2 separate regions of the Bos taurus genome follow, and region 1 is linked to region 2. A link is a contact called in public Hi-C data. All regions are on one chromosome and are shown on one strand. The core of a region is the stretch at or near the end of the contact, and the rest is flanking DNA. Distances in the headings are between cores, read along the strand shown.

Region 1 (6,780 bases), core at 4,005-6,504, 350 kb after region 2:
ATTTGCATTAAGACTATCCTATAAAAATTTCAGAGCATTCACCCAATCATGTTGAGGACAGCGGTTCACCCAGGCATGACATTCACTGTTTCTAGGCCAATGGGCATTTGCCTTCCATCCCACTCCAGATTGCATTCATCCACCTCTAACCGTCAACCCCAGCCAGCTGTTAGGCTCCCCTGTGCTCAACCTGGTGGGATGCTCCGGGCCCTGGGGTGGGGGTGACCACGGGGGCCGCTGCAGCAGGAGGCAAAGGAGCACCTGCCCTCATCACTCCCCAGCCCCCAACACACGCATGCTCGTGCCAGAGCTGGGGCAGGACCCCCTCCCAACCCCACACCAGTGGACCCACGAACATGGATGCTCCTGTCTGTACCAAGTTATATGGGGGAGCACCTGGATCTGACCCGAGACACCTCCATTTACAGCTGCAGCTCAGAGCCAGAAGCTCAGAGCTGGACAAGAAGCGTGTGCCCAGAGCACCAGGGACTGGTCAGAGATCTGGACCTCAATCCCCAAGAACCCCTCAGCCCAGAACAGCCTCTCAAAGATGCTAGCAAGTATTTACAAAAAAGCAAGAGTAGCAGCAGTTCTGACAGGGGGCCTACTCCATGCAGACACTGAATGCTTTACACATATTAACGTGTTCAAGCCCCACAATAATGCTATGGAATGGAGCCTGTTATCATCCCCATTTTATGGATGAGCAAACAAAGGCCTAGCGAGGTTAGAAACAAAAGCAAGATATGAGAAGTCAACAGGAGTTCAGGGCACTGGGCCATCATTTCTCATCCTCATCATAGAGGTCCCCCTCCTACTTAGTACAGACTTCCAGGGCTGGGACAGTGTTGGGTCTCCTCCCCTCTGCCCCCATTCTTACATTCTGAGAAACGTCAAGTTATGTATCTCACATATGACTCACATTTTCATAGAAATGTCTTCTCTTTTCTACTATGATTCCCAAGTCAATACATTAGGGGAATATCAGAGGCCAACCTGATATTATTTATAACATTATTATTAACAATTGTCTTCACTCAAACATCCTTGCTGCTGCTAAGTCGCTTCAGTCGTGTCTGACTCTGTGCGACCCCATAGACAGCAGCCCACCAGACTCCCCCATCCCTGGGATTCTCCAGGCAAGAATACTGGAGTGGGTTGCCATTTAGTTTTTGCCTAAAGTCCTCTTCTTGTTCCAGGGCCCCATCCAGGACACCACATTATATTCAGCTGTCATGTCTCCTTAGACTCTGCGTGGCTAGGACAGTTTCTCAGACTTCCCTTGGTTTTGATGAATTTGAAAAATGTGTGCAGGACTAAGCAGGTGCTGTGTAGAAGAATGTCTGTCCATCGAGGCTTGTGTGATGTTTTCTCATGACCAGGGTGACAGGTTTGGGAGGGAGACTGCAGGGGTAAATGTCCTCTCCATCACATCGTATGAAGGATACATACTATTAATATCTACATGACTTATCATGCCTGATGCTGACCTTGGTGACCCAGCTGAGGCAGTGTGTGTCGGGATTCTCCACTGAAGAGCTGGACGTTCCCCCTCTTTCCATACTGTGCTCTTTAGGGGGTGTCACTCTGCATATGTGACACTTAAAGGGTGGGGGATTATGCTCCACCTCGTTGATGGACAATTATCTACATAAATTATTTTAATTTCCGCACAGGAGACTTCCCTAGTATTTATTTATTCATTTATTAAATCACTTACTGATATCAATATGGCCTCATAGATATCTGTTTTATACTTTGCAACTTAGCATACTTTTGCAAAGCATTTGATTCTGGTGTGCCTGGTATTTCTGGGTGTAGTTGATAAAATATGGATAATCAGCTCTGATAAATTTACTGAACTCCATCTCTAATGAATGATAGTAATCTACTCTAGGGCACTGGGGGTTTGGGAAATCAAGGTTTCTATGTGATTTTTAAACAAACGGGATAGAAACTGTCAGAAAACATAGTATTTTGAAGGGGAAATTACATTCCTATTTTTTAGTGCAAAACAGGTGTGCATTTGTGAATTTGGTGTGCAGTGAGCAGGGCTAAAAAATGTAATTCTGTGGATCCCAGTTCTTAACACTATGTGAGCAGAACCACCCCTACAAGGCTCTGTCCGTGGTCCTGCCTGGGTTTACAACCAGCCTGGGAGACGGAGACATGAAGCACCCACTTCTCCAACTAGCAGGGAGCACAGCATCTGAGTGACAAATGCAGGATTGTATCGGGGAGGCAAAAGGTTCGTTCGGGTTCTTCTGTAACATTGCGTGGAAAAAGCCGAATGAACTTTTTGGCCTACTCAATAAACTCTCTATTGTCTGTTACAACAGGATGAAATGAACAAGATGAAATTCAACAGGAATAAAGTCCACGTTACAGGTTTAGATCCAAGAAATTACTGACACAGACAACAGGCCTGATCTCTTCAACAAGTCAGGATTATTCAAATTGAAAAAAAAAAGAATTGAATTAAAGTAAGAGAGGGCCTAGAGGTCAGAACAACTGGAAGCAGTGCACGGTTCTGGTGAGGAAAGCGGTTTGAACACAACAGCACAGATCGGCCTTTTGGGGCCAAATAGGGAAATCTGAATAAGTTATGCATAATAAAGATGAGAATTTATTGGAGCAGAAAAGTGCTGATCATTTACTGGGAAAAAATCAGGTTACAAGACAGTATGCACAGCATGACCTCATTTTATGGAGAAAATTTACATATAAGCATAGAAACAGCTCTGGAAGGATGTGAGCGAGGTGTCACAGCGCGGCTACCTGGGAGGATGGGAACATGGCACTTTGGTTTTTGCTTGCCCATATTTCTATTCCCACAGTGCATATAAACTGATTTTGTAATGATAGAAAATTATGCTTTAAAAAGAAAAATCAGGGCTCCACGTTCCCAATGCCGGCGGCACAGGTTCGATCCCTGCTCAGGGAACCAGATCCCACAGGCTGGAAATAAAGAACTCGTGTGCCACAAGGATAATCAAAGATCCTACATGCCACAACTAAGACCCAGCACAACCAAGACCCTAAATAAACAAACACACTGAAAAGAAAATCACTGATCCTCCTCCAGGATGAAGGGGCATCCTGGCTTGGCACGGGTTGCTAAGAAAGATCCCAAGGGATTTCAGTGGCCAGAAACTTAACCTGAGGGCACCACTCAAAAGACAGCATCGCCCCAAGCCACCTGCTGTGTGTGATGCGTTGGGGTTGGGACAGTCCCGGGGGTCTCCTGGTCCAGCCCCTCCATGTTACTACAAGGAAAAGTGTCACACAGTTGATGGTGGCTTCAGGGCTGGAAGCCAGATGTTTGGCCCCTGCCAGGGCCTATGGAAATGGCCTGGGGCTTCAAGAATAGGGGGTATTTGGCCTGGAGAAGGGAAGATGGGAAGGAGAGAGGGGGAAGGGGACAGGAGTGCTGTTTTCACATTTAAAGACTGCCACGTAGAAGTGAGACCCATGTGAGTCCCTGTGCAGAACCACGATGACTAAGTGACAAGCAGGTTTGGCTCCGGAGTGTTAAGAGGCAGAAGCGCAAACAAGAGGAGCTGTTCAGTTCCGGGAGAAGGTGGGGCTGGTGAGGGGCTCACCAAGAGCTCACATTGGCCGCCTGCCAGAGCCTGCTGGGAAGCTCTTCCCACCACTGAGACCGCGGCTCTGGGACTCCAGTTGCAGCCAGGGCCAGCAGCTTCTTCTCCCCACGCTTGGGGTCTGCAGCCTGCCTCAGAGGATGGGAGGGGTCAGACCAGCCTTTGGGAAGAAGGATCAAAGGGCTGCAGGAAAGCGCCCTGAGCAGATCCTGGCAGAGGGAGACCCTGGGCTCCAAAGGGCGGGCAGCAATGGGCCTCTCCTACATGGGGTACCTGAGTTCTCAGACTTGACACCTGCCTCATCCTCTTCCACCTATCGCTCCCAGGGACTCCTGGGAGTCCTGGCCCAGCCCAGTGACCACAAACAGATGATTATCTATCATCTTCCCCCTTCCCAGGTGACAGGGAGGCATGGATCCAACCTAACCAGGCCCGGCTTCTCCCATGTTCTGGAATGCTAGGCCCCAGCTGTTCCCGGAACAGAAGGCCAGGGAGTGCCGATACAGAGCCAGAGGCCTCAGGTGGCCTTGGAAAGTCACTACTCAAGGCTTCCTGCCCTGACCATTTCAGAGTGGGCAGTAGCAGGAGTGTGGGATGCTCTCCTGCCAGGTAGGAGCCTTACACATCCCCTGCCACACACACATAGCCACCTCTCCTCCATGGCATGAGAGGACACTGGTCTCTGCCCACCCCACTGGCAGCACCCACCCTCGGATCACAGCCCTGCTAACACTGTTTCTGCTTTCCCCAAATCCGCGCGGGCTCCCCGTTTCAGACACTGCTCAGCTGCTGTTCCCCAGCTTGGCTGTGGCAGGGTTGTCGCAGCCGCCACAGCCAGCTGCCAGTCAGGCCTGCCCCTCGGAGCCCGCAGGGTGCGGGGAGGAGGGGTGGTCACCAGGCGCTAGGCTGAGAATCCAGGAAGGCCGAAGGCAGACACCTCCCGCTAGGTTCCAGGCCGGCTGGGTGCAGTCAAGGAGCCGAGGCGGTAGAGCGCCCCTAGTTGTCCTCCCCTCCCCTCGGCCAGGCCCAGTGGGGCGCTTGCCTCCCCCCTACTCCATCCCGCGTCCTGGGATTCCTGCACCGGACCTCTGCAATTCGGTCTCCGCAGGGTAGGCAGGGGAGGGGGTCCCGGAGCTAGAACCTGACGGTTCCCCCCGCCCCATACACCGAGTAGGCTGCAGAAAGGTTAGAGGGACCCTCAGGGCCCGGGGTAAGCAAGGTGGGCAGAGAAGCCCTCCCTGCCCCCCACCCCGGGGCGTGATGGTGACACTCACAGCACCTGCGCGAATGGAGGAAAGCGAGGGTCCGACAGGGTGGGGAAGCCCCGGGGCTCGAAGTCCTCAGGTCCGGCGGGATGCCTCCGGGCTGCAGCCGCCGCCGCCGCCGGGGACTGGGAGCGGGCAGGTGAAAGGGCGAGGAAGCCGGGGGTGGGGGGACTGGGGCGCGGGCGCCCCCGCCGCGGGGCCCTTACCTCCTCGCCTTGGCCAAAGCGCAGTCCGAGCGCCGCGACGCGCTCCACGCGCAAGAAGCCGTCGGGGTCGCGGCCGCACACCTCGAACACCTCGCGCAGGCGGCGCACTGAGCGCAGCAGAGCCGCGGGGGCGCCCGCCCAGCCCGCGCCGCCCGCCATCCGGGCCGGCCCCGCAGCTAGCCCGAGCCCCGCGCCCGCCCGCCCCGCGCCGCCGCCGCCGCCGCCGCCATCGCCGCGCGCCCTCCGCCCGGCGCTGCGACGCGCAGCCTCCGCCCGGTGGCGGCGGCGGCCGAGCCGTGTCAGCAGCGGCGCCGCAGCCCCGCGGCTCGGGGCGGGCGGGGGAGCGGGAGGCTGCAGACAAAAGGAGCCGCGCGCCTCCGAGGGCGGCCGCCTGCGCGGCCCCGCCGCCGCCGCCCCCAGGCTCAGGGTCCCTGGACCGCTCCAAGCTCGTCCCGTCCCCTAGAGAGCCGGAGGGTGGGTGTGCGACCCGCGCCCGGAAACCCAGGGCGGCCCCAAGGCCCCGCCCCTGCTTGGAGGAGTCCGCGAGGAAGCCCGATCCCCCCCCACCGGACCACCCGCGCTGGGGTCCAGCCGCCTCTCCCCCACCTCAGCCCCCCACCAGACGCCAACCCATCCCAGCTCACCGCGCCCTTTGTGGGCGCCGGCGGTGCCGAGCGCTCAGTATGTCCTAGGGGTTTCCTGTATTAGCACGCTGGACTTGTTCCACTCATCGAAGAGGGAGCTGAGACTCAGAGAGGTGGAACTACTTGCCCTAGGCCACTCAGCCAGTGGGGGGCCAGGTCAGGATTCCTAGCCAGTCTGGAGCGGGATGGAGCTAGGCCCTCTACTCTTCCCCTCCTCTCTGCTGCCCCTTAAAGAATAGTTTCCAGGCTTAGATCAGCACGGGCCTCCCCAGCAGAACCCAGGGCCAGCTCCGGGCTGGGCAAGGGCCGGGAGAGCGGGAGCGGGGACCCTGGGACAGGAGCGGGTAAGGGGAGACAGAGCAGTCAGGAGGAAGGAAAAGCAAGGGCTGCCCACAAGGCCTGCCCGGGCCGCCCAGCATCTTGGGGAGGTTCCCTCCCTTCCCTTGAGTTCCCACGCTCACCCCTTTATCGCACCCTGGACCCTCAAGCTGAGAACCCGGGACAGTCTTGGCCCTGGGGCTGATGGCAGCCTCCAGGCCTGGACCTTAGCCTCCTCCCAGTCCTGCTTAGCTCCCAATCCCTGCTCCTCGGACTCCCGGTTTCGCCCCCGGCTCTGCGGAACCTGGCCTGGCTCTCCTTTTTGTTGCTCAGCTTGCCGGGCCCTTGTGGCACGAGTTGTACCCAGCCCAAATGCAGGTCTTGGCTGAACCCACCCCCGCTTAAGTTTTCCAGCTCAGTTCAGAGGTTTCCTCCTTTGGGAAGCCTTCCCTGATAGCACTCCGTTTTGCCTGTTACTCTGATTTCTGACCCCCTAAGTACAGATGCCGACTTAGTTTTGTCATTGTCTGGTGGGCTGCCCATCTCCCCCCATGGCATGCTGGGAAATTCTCCAGGGCAGGATGTATCTTCATCACTTCTTGTTCCTCATCTCTAGGCAAGGAGGAAGCCCCTGCCCAGAGGAGATGCGGACCTACACCATCATCGGCAGGAGCCACGAGCAGTGTAGGGACCTAGACAGAGAGGCTAGAGCGAGGCCCAGTTCTGCACATGAGCTGTGTGGCTT
Region 2 (6,097 bases), core at 2,878-5,377:
TTTCCAGTGAGTCAGCTCTTCGCATGAAGTGGCCAAAGTACTGGAGTTTCAGGTTTAGCATCAGTCCTTCCAAAGAACACCCAGGACTGATCTCCTTTACAATGGACTGGTTGGATCTCCTTGCAGTCCAGGGGACACTCAAGAGTCTTCAACACCACAGTTCAAACGTCAATTCTTGGGCGCTCAGCTTTCTTCACAGTCCAACTCTCACATCCATACGTGACTACTGGAAAAACCATAGCCTTGACTAGACGGACCTTTGTTGGCAAAGTAATGTCTCTGCTTTTCAATATGCTATCTAGGTTGCTCATAACTTTCCTTCCAAGGAGTAAGCATCTTTTAATTTCATGGGTGCAATCACCATCTGCAGTGATTTTGGAGCCCCCCCAAAATAGTCTGACACTGTTTATCCATCTATTTCCCATGAAGTGATGGGACCAGATGCCATGATCTTCGTTTTCTGAATGTTGAGCTTTAGGCCAACTTTTTCACTCTCCTCTTGTGCTTTCATCAAGAGGCTTTTTAGTTCCTTGTCACTTTCTGCCATAAGGGTGGTGTCATCTGCATATCTGAGGTTATTGATATTTCTCCCAGCAATCTTGATGCCAGCTTGTGCTTCTTCCAGCCCAGCGTTTCTCATGATGTACTCTGCATATAAGTTAAACAGGGTGACAATATACAGCCTTGATGTACTCCTTTTCCTATTTGGAACCAGTCTGTTCCATGTCCAGTAAACTGTTGCTTCTTGAACTGCACATAGGTTTCTCAAGAGGCAGGTCAGGTGGTCTGGTATTCCCATCTCTTTCAGAATTTTCCACAGTTTATTGTGATCCACACATTCAAAGGCTTTGGCATAGTCAAGAAAGCAGAAATAGATGTTTTTCTGGAACTCTCTTGCTTTTTCGATGATCCAGCGGATGTTGGCAATTTGATCTCTGGTTCCTCTCCCTTTTCTAAAACCAGCTTGAACATCTGGAAGTTCATGGTTCATGTATTGCTGAAGCCTGGCTTGGAGAATTTTGAGCATTACTAGTGTGTGAGATGAGTGCAATTTGTACGGTAGTTTGAGCATTCTTTGGGATTGGAATGAAAGCTGACCTTTTCCAGTCCTGTGGCCACTGCCAAGTTTTCCAAATTTGCTGGCATATTGAGTGCAGCACTTACACAGCATCATCTTTCAGGATTTGAAAATAGCTCAACTGGAATTCCATCACCTCCAGTAGCTTTGTTCGTAGTGAGACTTTCTAAGGCCCACTTGACTTCACATTCCAGGATGTCTGGCTCTAGGTGAGTGATCACACCATTGTGATTATCTGGGTCACAAAGATCTTTTTTTGTACAGTTGTGTGTATTCTTGCCACCTCTTCTTAATATCTTCTGCTTCTGTTAGGTCCATACCATTTCTGTCCTTTATCGAGCCCATCTTTGCATGAAATGTTCCCTTGGTATCTCTAATTTTCTTGAAAGAGATCTCTAGTCTTTGCCATTCTGTTGTTTTCCTCTATTTCTTTGCATTGATTGTTGAGGAAGGCTTTCTTATCTCTCCTTGCTATTCTTTGGAACTGTGCATTCAGATGCTTATATCTTTCCTTTTCTTTGCTTTTCACTTCTCTTTCACAGCTATTTGTAAGGCCTCCCCAGACAGCCATTTTGGTTTTTTGCATTTCTTTTCCATGGGGATGGTCTTGATCCCTGTCTCCTGTTCAATGTCACGAACCTCCGTCCATAATTCATCAGGCACTCTATCAGATCTAGTCCCTTAAATCTGTTTCTCACTTCTACTGTATAATCATAAGGGATTTGATTTAGGTCATACCTGAATGGTTTAGTGGTTTTCCCTACTTTCTTCAATTTAAGTCTGAATTTGGCAGTAAAGAGTTCATGATCTGAGCCACAGTCAGCTCCTGGTCTTGTTTTTGTTGACTGTATAGAGCTTCTCCATCTTTGGCTGCAAAGAATATAATCAATCTGATTTTGGTGTTGACCATCTGGTGATGTCCATGTGTAGAGTCTTATCTTGTGTTGTTGGAAGAGGGTGTTTGCTCTGACCAGTGCGTTCTCTTGGCAAAACTCTATTAGCCTTTGCCCTGCTTCATTCTGTATTCCAAGGCCAAATTTGCCTGTTACTCCAGGTGTTTCTTGACTTACTACTTTTGCATTCCAGTCCCCTATAATGAAAAGGACAGCTTTTTTTGGTGTTAGTTCTAAAATGTCTTGTAGGTCTTCATAGAACCGTTCAGCTTCTTCAGCATTACTGGTTGGGGTCTATCAGGGTTTATGAAATGTTAAGAGTTTTGATCAATCTGGCTTGGTTTCTAATGGGTTAATGCTAAGACCTGGTTAGCTCAGGGTGAGAGTTACTGGGCTCCTGAGTTGTCTCATCCATTTGTGGGAGAGTTGTAGCCTGATTCCAGCCCAAGTTCTAGAGAAACCTGTTTATAGAGAAAAGAGTAAAATGGGATTAAAGCTAATATTGCATAAAAAGTTTTTAAGCTCTTACGCACTATTTTATGCACTATTAGGTAGACGCGGGTAATGGACTATTGTAACAGGTTTTGGCCACCTCATGCGAAGAGTTGACTCATTGGAAAAGACTGATGCTGGGGGGGATTGGGGGCAGGAGGAGAAGGGGACGACAGAGGATGAGATGGCTGGATGGCATCACCGACTCGATGGACGTGAGTCTCAGTGAACTCCGGGAGTTGGCGATGGACAGGGAGGCCTGGCGTGCTGCGATTCATGGGGTTGCAAAGAGTTGGACATGACTGAGCGACTGAACTGAACAGGTTTTGACTTCCAGTAAACTGTGGAAAATTCTGAAAGAGATGGGAATACCAGGCCACCTGACCTGCCTCTTGAGAAACCTATGTGCAGTTCAAGAAGCAACAGTTTACTGGACATGGAACAACAGACTGGTTCCAAATAGGAAAAGGAGTACGTCAAGGCTGTATATTGTCACCCTGTTTACTTAACTTATATGCAGAGTACATCATGAGAAACACTGGGCTGTAAGAAGCACAAGCTGGCATCAAGATTGCTGGGAGAAATAACAATAACCTCAGATATGCAGATGACACCACCCTTATGGCAGAAAGTGACGAGGAACTAAAAAGCCTCTTGATGAAAGCACAAGAGGAGAGTGAAAAAGTTGGCCTAAAGCTCAATTGAGAAAACGAAGATCATGGCATCTGGTCCCATCACTTCATGGGAAATAGATGGGGAAATAGTGTCAGACTTTATTTTTGGGGGCTCCAAAATCACTGCAGATGGTGATGGCACCTGTGAAATTAAAAGATGCTTACTCCCTGGAAGGAAAGTTCTGACCAACTTAGTATATTCAAAAGCAGAGACATTACTTTGCCAACAAAGGTCCGTCTAGTCAAGGCTGTGGTTTTTCCATTAGTCATGTATGGATGTGAGAATTGGACTGTGAAGAAAGCTGAGAGCCCAAGAATTGATGTTTGAACTGTGGTGTTGGAGAAGACTTGAGAGTTCCTTGGACTGCAAGGAGATCCCACCAGTCCATTCTAAAGGAGATCAGTCCTGAGTGTTCTTTGGAAGGACTGATGCTAAACCTGAAACTCCAGTACTTTGGCCACCTCATGGGAAGAGCTGACTCATTGGAAAAGTCTCTGATGCTGGGAGGGATTGGGGGCAGGAGGAGAAGGGGCCGACAGAGGATGAGATGGCTGGAAGACATCACCGACTCGATGGTCATGAGTTTGAGTGAACTCCGGGAGTTGGTGATGGACAGGGAGGCCTGGCCTGCTGCAATTCATGGGGTCGCAGAGTCGGACACGACTGAGCGACTGAACTGAACTGAATAGGTTTTGAAAGAAAGCATGTCCATTGTGATTGGGTAGGGGTAGCACGCAGGCGTTCAAGACCCAGCTAGTCGTCTAGCCCTGGGACCTGCATCGCCAGTGGCTACAAAAATTAGATTTCGGGACGGTTGGGTAAACCGGGCTTTCGGAGGCGGGCACTCCCCGCCCCTTACTCCGCCCCGTCCGTTGCCCCGCCCCTGGCTCCCCCTTGACCCCCGCGCCCCGCCCCCCGGCCGAGAGCACCCCAGGCTGATTGGCTCTCAACGGCGTATCCTCGGGCCGGCAGCCAGGCCGGCGCGTCACGTGGCCGAGCGGCGACCTGGGCGCCGAGCCGCGGGCAGACAGGGATGGACCCTCCGACCGCCGGGGCCCAGTCGCTGGGGGCCGCCGAGCAGCCGCGGGGTCTGCAGCTGCCGAGCGGGCGGGAGGCGCCCCCGAGTCCGGGGGTGAGCGCGGCGCGGGGCCTGGGCGCGTCCACCACCTGCGGTCGGGGGCGGGAAGTTGCGGGGGCTCGCGGGGCGTGGGCCACGGAACCGGGGAAGCGCTCCCGGCCCGCTTCGGGCAGCCCGGCCGTTTGGGCGCGCGCCCGAGCTGGAAACAGCCGGGCCGCGAAACTGTGGGGCGGGGCAACCTCGAGGACGTGGGTGGGCGCGCCGGGCTGGGAGTGCTGGCTGTTGGCTCCAGGGCACCTTTGCGTCCTTGCTAAATGGGAGGTGATGCTGCTGACCGAGAGCTGGGGCTGCTGCTGGGGGGCCTGGGCTGGGGCCAGGTGAGGGCGACGAGGAGAGCGACTTTCCCTGAAGGATCTGTGTCCCATGGTGGGGATGCTCAGCTAAGCCAGAGCACCGGATGATGGCTCCTGCGCGCTCTCCTTTTCACTGAAACCAAAAGGCCGCGTTTGACGCAGGCTTTCTAGAAACTTGTTTTCTTTTGCGCGCCAGACGGCTCCCGGTTTCTCAAAGACTGCTATTACAGTCATGTCCTGCCCTTGTTCAGTAATCCCTTTTAGACGGGGAGCTCCTTGAGGGTAGGAACGCTCTATTTAGTGCTGTAAACCCGCTGCGTAGCGTAGTGCCTGGCACTTGACACACGCATATTTATTGAGTGGAAGAGGAATGCTTGTCTAAGCATCAGAGACATCCTAACCAAAATAAGATAGGAAAAATGTAGTGGTAGGCTTATAAAGAAAATTACTTTAGCGGGCAGGTAGGATGAGACTGATTTTGTCAGGCCACAGCAGGAAGGTTCCTGCACTTCCTCTCCAAGATGAGAGGATAGTGGTCGTGGCAGAGGCGTGGAGATGAGGATGTGCAGGGCAAATGGTTGGGAGCTTGGAGAGAGAACTGTGCTGCACAAGTTGACGGAGCCTGAAGGGGCAATGTGGATGCCATGGCGAATTTTGTACTCTAGCAGCGGAGGCCTATTGAGGTTTCTGGGCAGAGTGGTGATTTCCAGTGTGAGGCCGCGGCAGATGGGTGAGTGTGGGCCCCTGGTATTCCAGTGGCTAAGACTCTGTGTTCCTAATTCAGGGGACCCTGGTGGGGGCTCCCATATGCTGTAACTAATACCTGGTGCAGCCAAATTAAAAAAAAGAAAAAGTGGGTGAGTGGGAAGGCAGGTAGGGAGCTCTTGCAATAGAAGAGGTGAGAAGTCCCACTACTGGTCAGCAGGAGTGACTGGAAGTTGTCACCGACTACTGGAGATGGAATTAGCTCATTAAATCCAGGTAGGACTAGGTCGTGAGCTAACTGGGGTAGGTGCCAAGCGCAGTTTAAATGTAGGGGCAAAGAAGGTGGGTTTCAGCTCAATAAATGTTGTATTCCTGCTGTGTGCTAGGTGTCTTCATTGGTGTTATCTCATTATAAACCTCCTGCTGGGTTAGAACAATTGTTCCCAATTTCCAGAGACGGAAACCCAGGCATGGTGGCTGAAGTGGTATGTCCCAGGTATACTCTGAGTGATAGGGATTGAAGTAAGGTCTTCTCATGCAGGCTGTGAACATTTCTTGCCTCACTTAGAAAGACATCTTCACAGGTGATAGGATTTCAGGAACTCTCTCTCTTTTTTTGTTTTTGGCCATACTGCCCAGATACGGGATCTTAGTTCCCCGACCAGGGATTGAACCCATGCCCCCTGCATTGGAAGCGTGGAGTCTTAGCCACTGGCTTGCCAGGGAAGTCCCAGGATTTCAGAACTTTTGAGTGATGGGAGCAGAGAAACCTAGCGATGGCTATGAAGGAAGATGATTTCCTGGCAACAGCTGCCGATTTCCC

The links. Hi-C and Micro-C count contacts between places; a contact is called where the count stands out from the background.
Region 1: a Hi-C map of blastocyst shows a contact between it and region 2, with 4 times the contacts expected there. The contact joins the promoter of RAB11FIP4 here to the promoter of COPRS in region 2. A contact is called at or near these places in 2 of 11 Hi-C or Micro-C datasets (blastocyst and liver).

What each region holds. Positions count from the first base shown.
Region 1 is chr19:18,597,500-18,604,279 of ARS-UCD2.0, forward strand. It overlaps RAB11FIP4 (RAB11 family interacting protein 4), which reads right to left and starts at 5,255. Exons shown (of 15, transcript XM_024980657.2): 1 at 5,074-5,255. The coding sequence starts at 5,232.
Region 2 is chr19:18,251,625-18,257,721 of ARS-UCD2.0, forward strand. It overlaps COPRS (coordinator of PRMT5 and differentiation stimulator), which reads left to right and starts at 4,128. Exons shown (of 4, transcript NM_001098894.2): 1 at 4,128-4,270. The coding sequence starts at 4,172.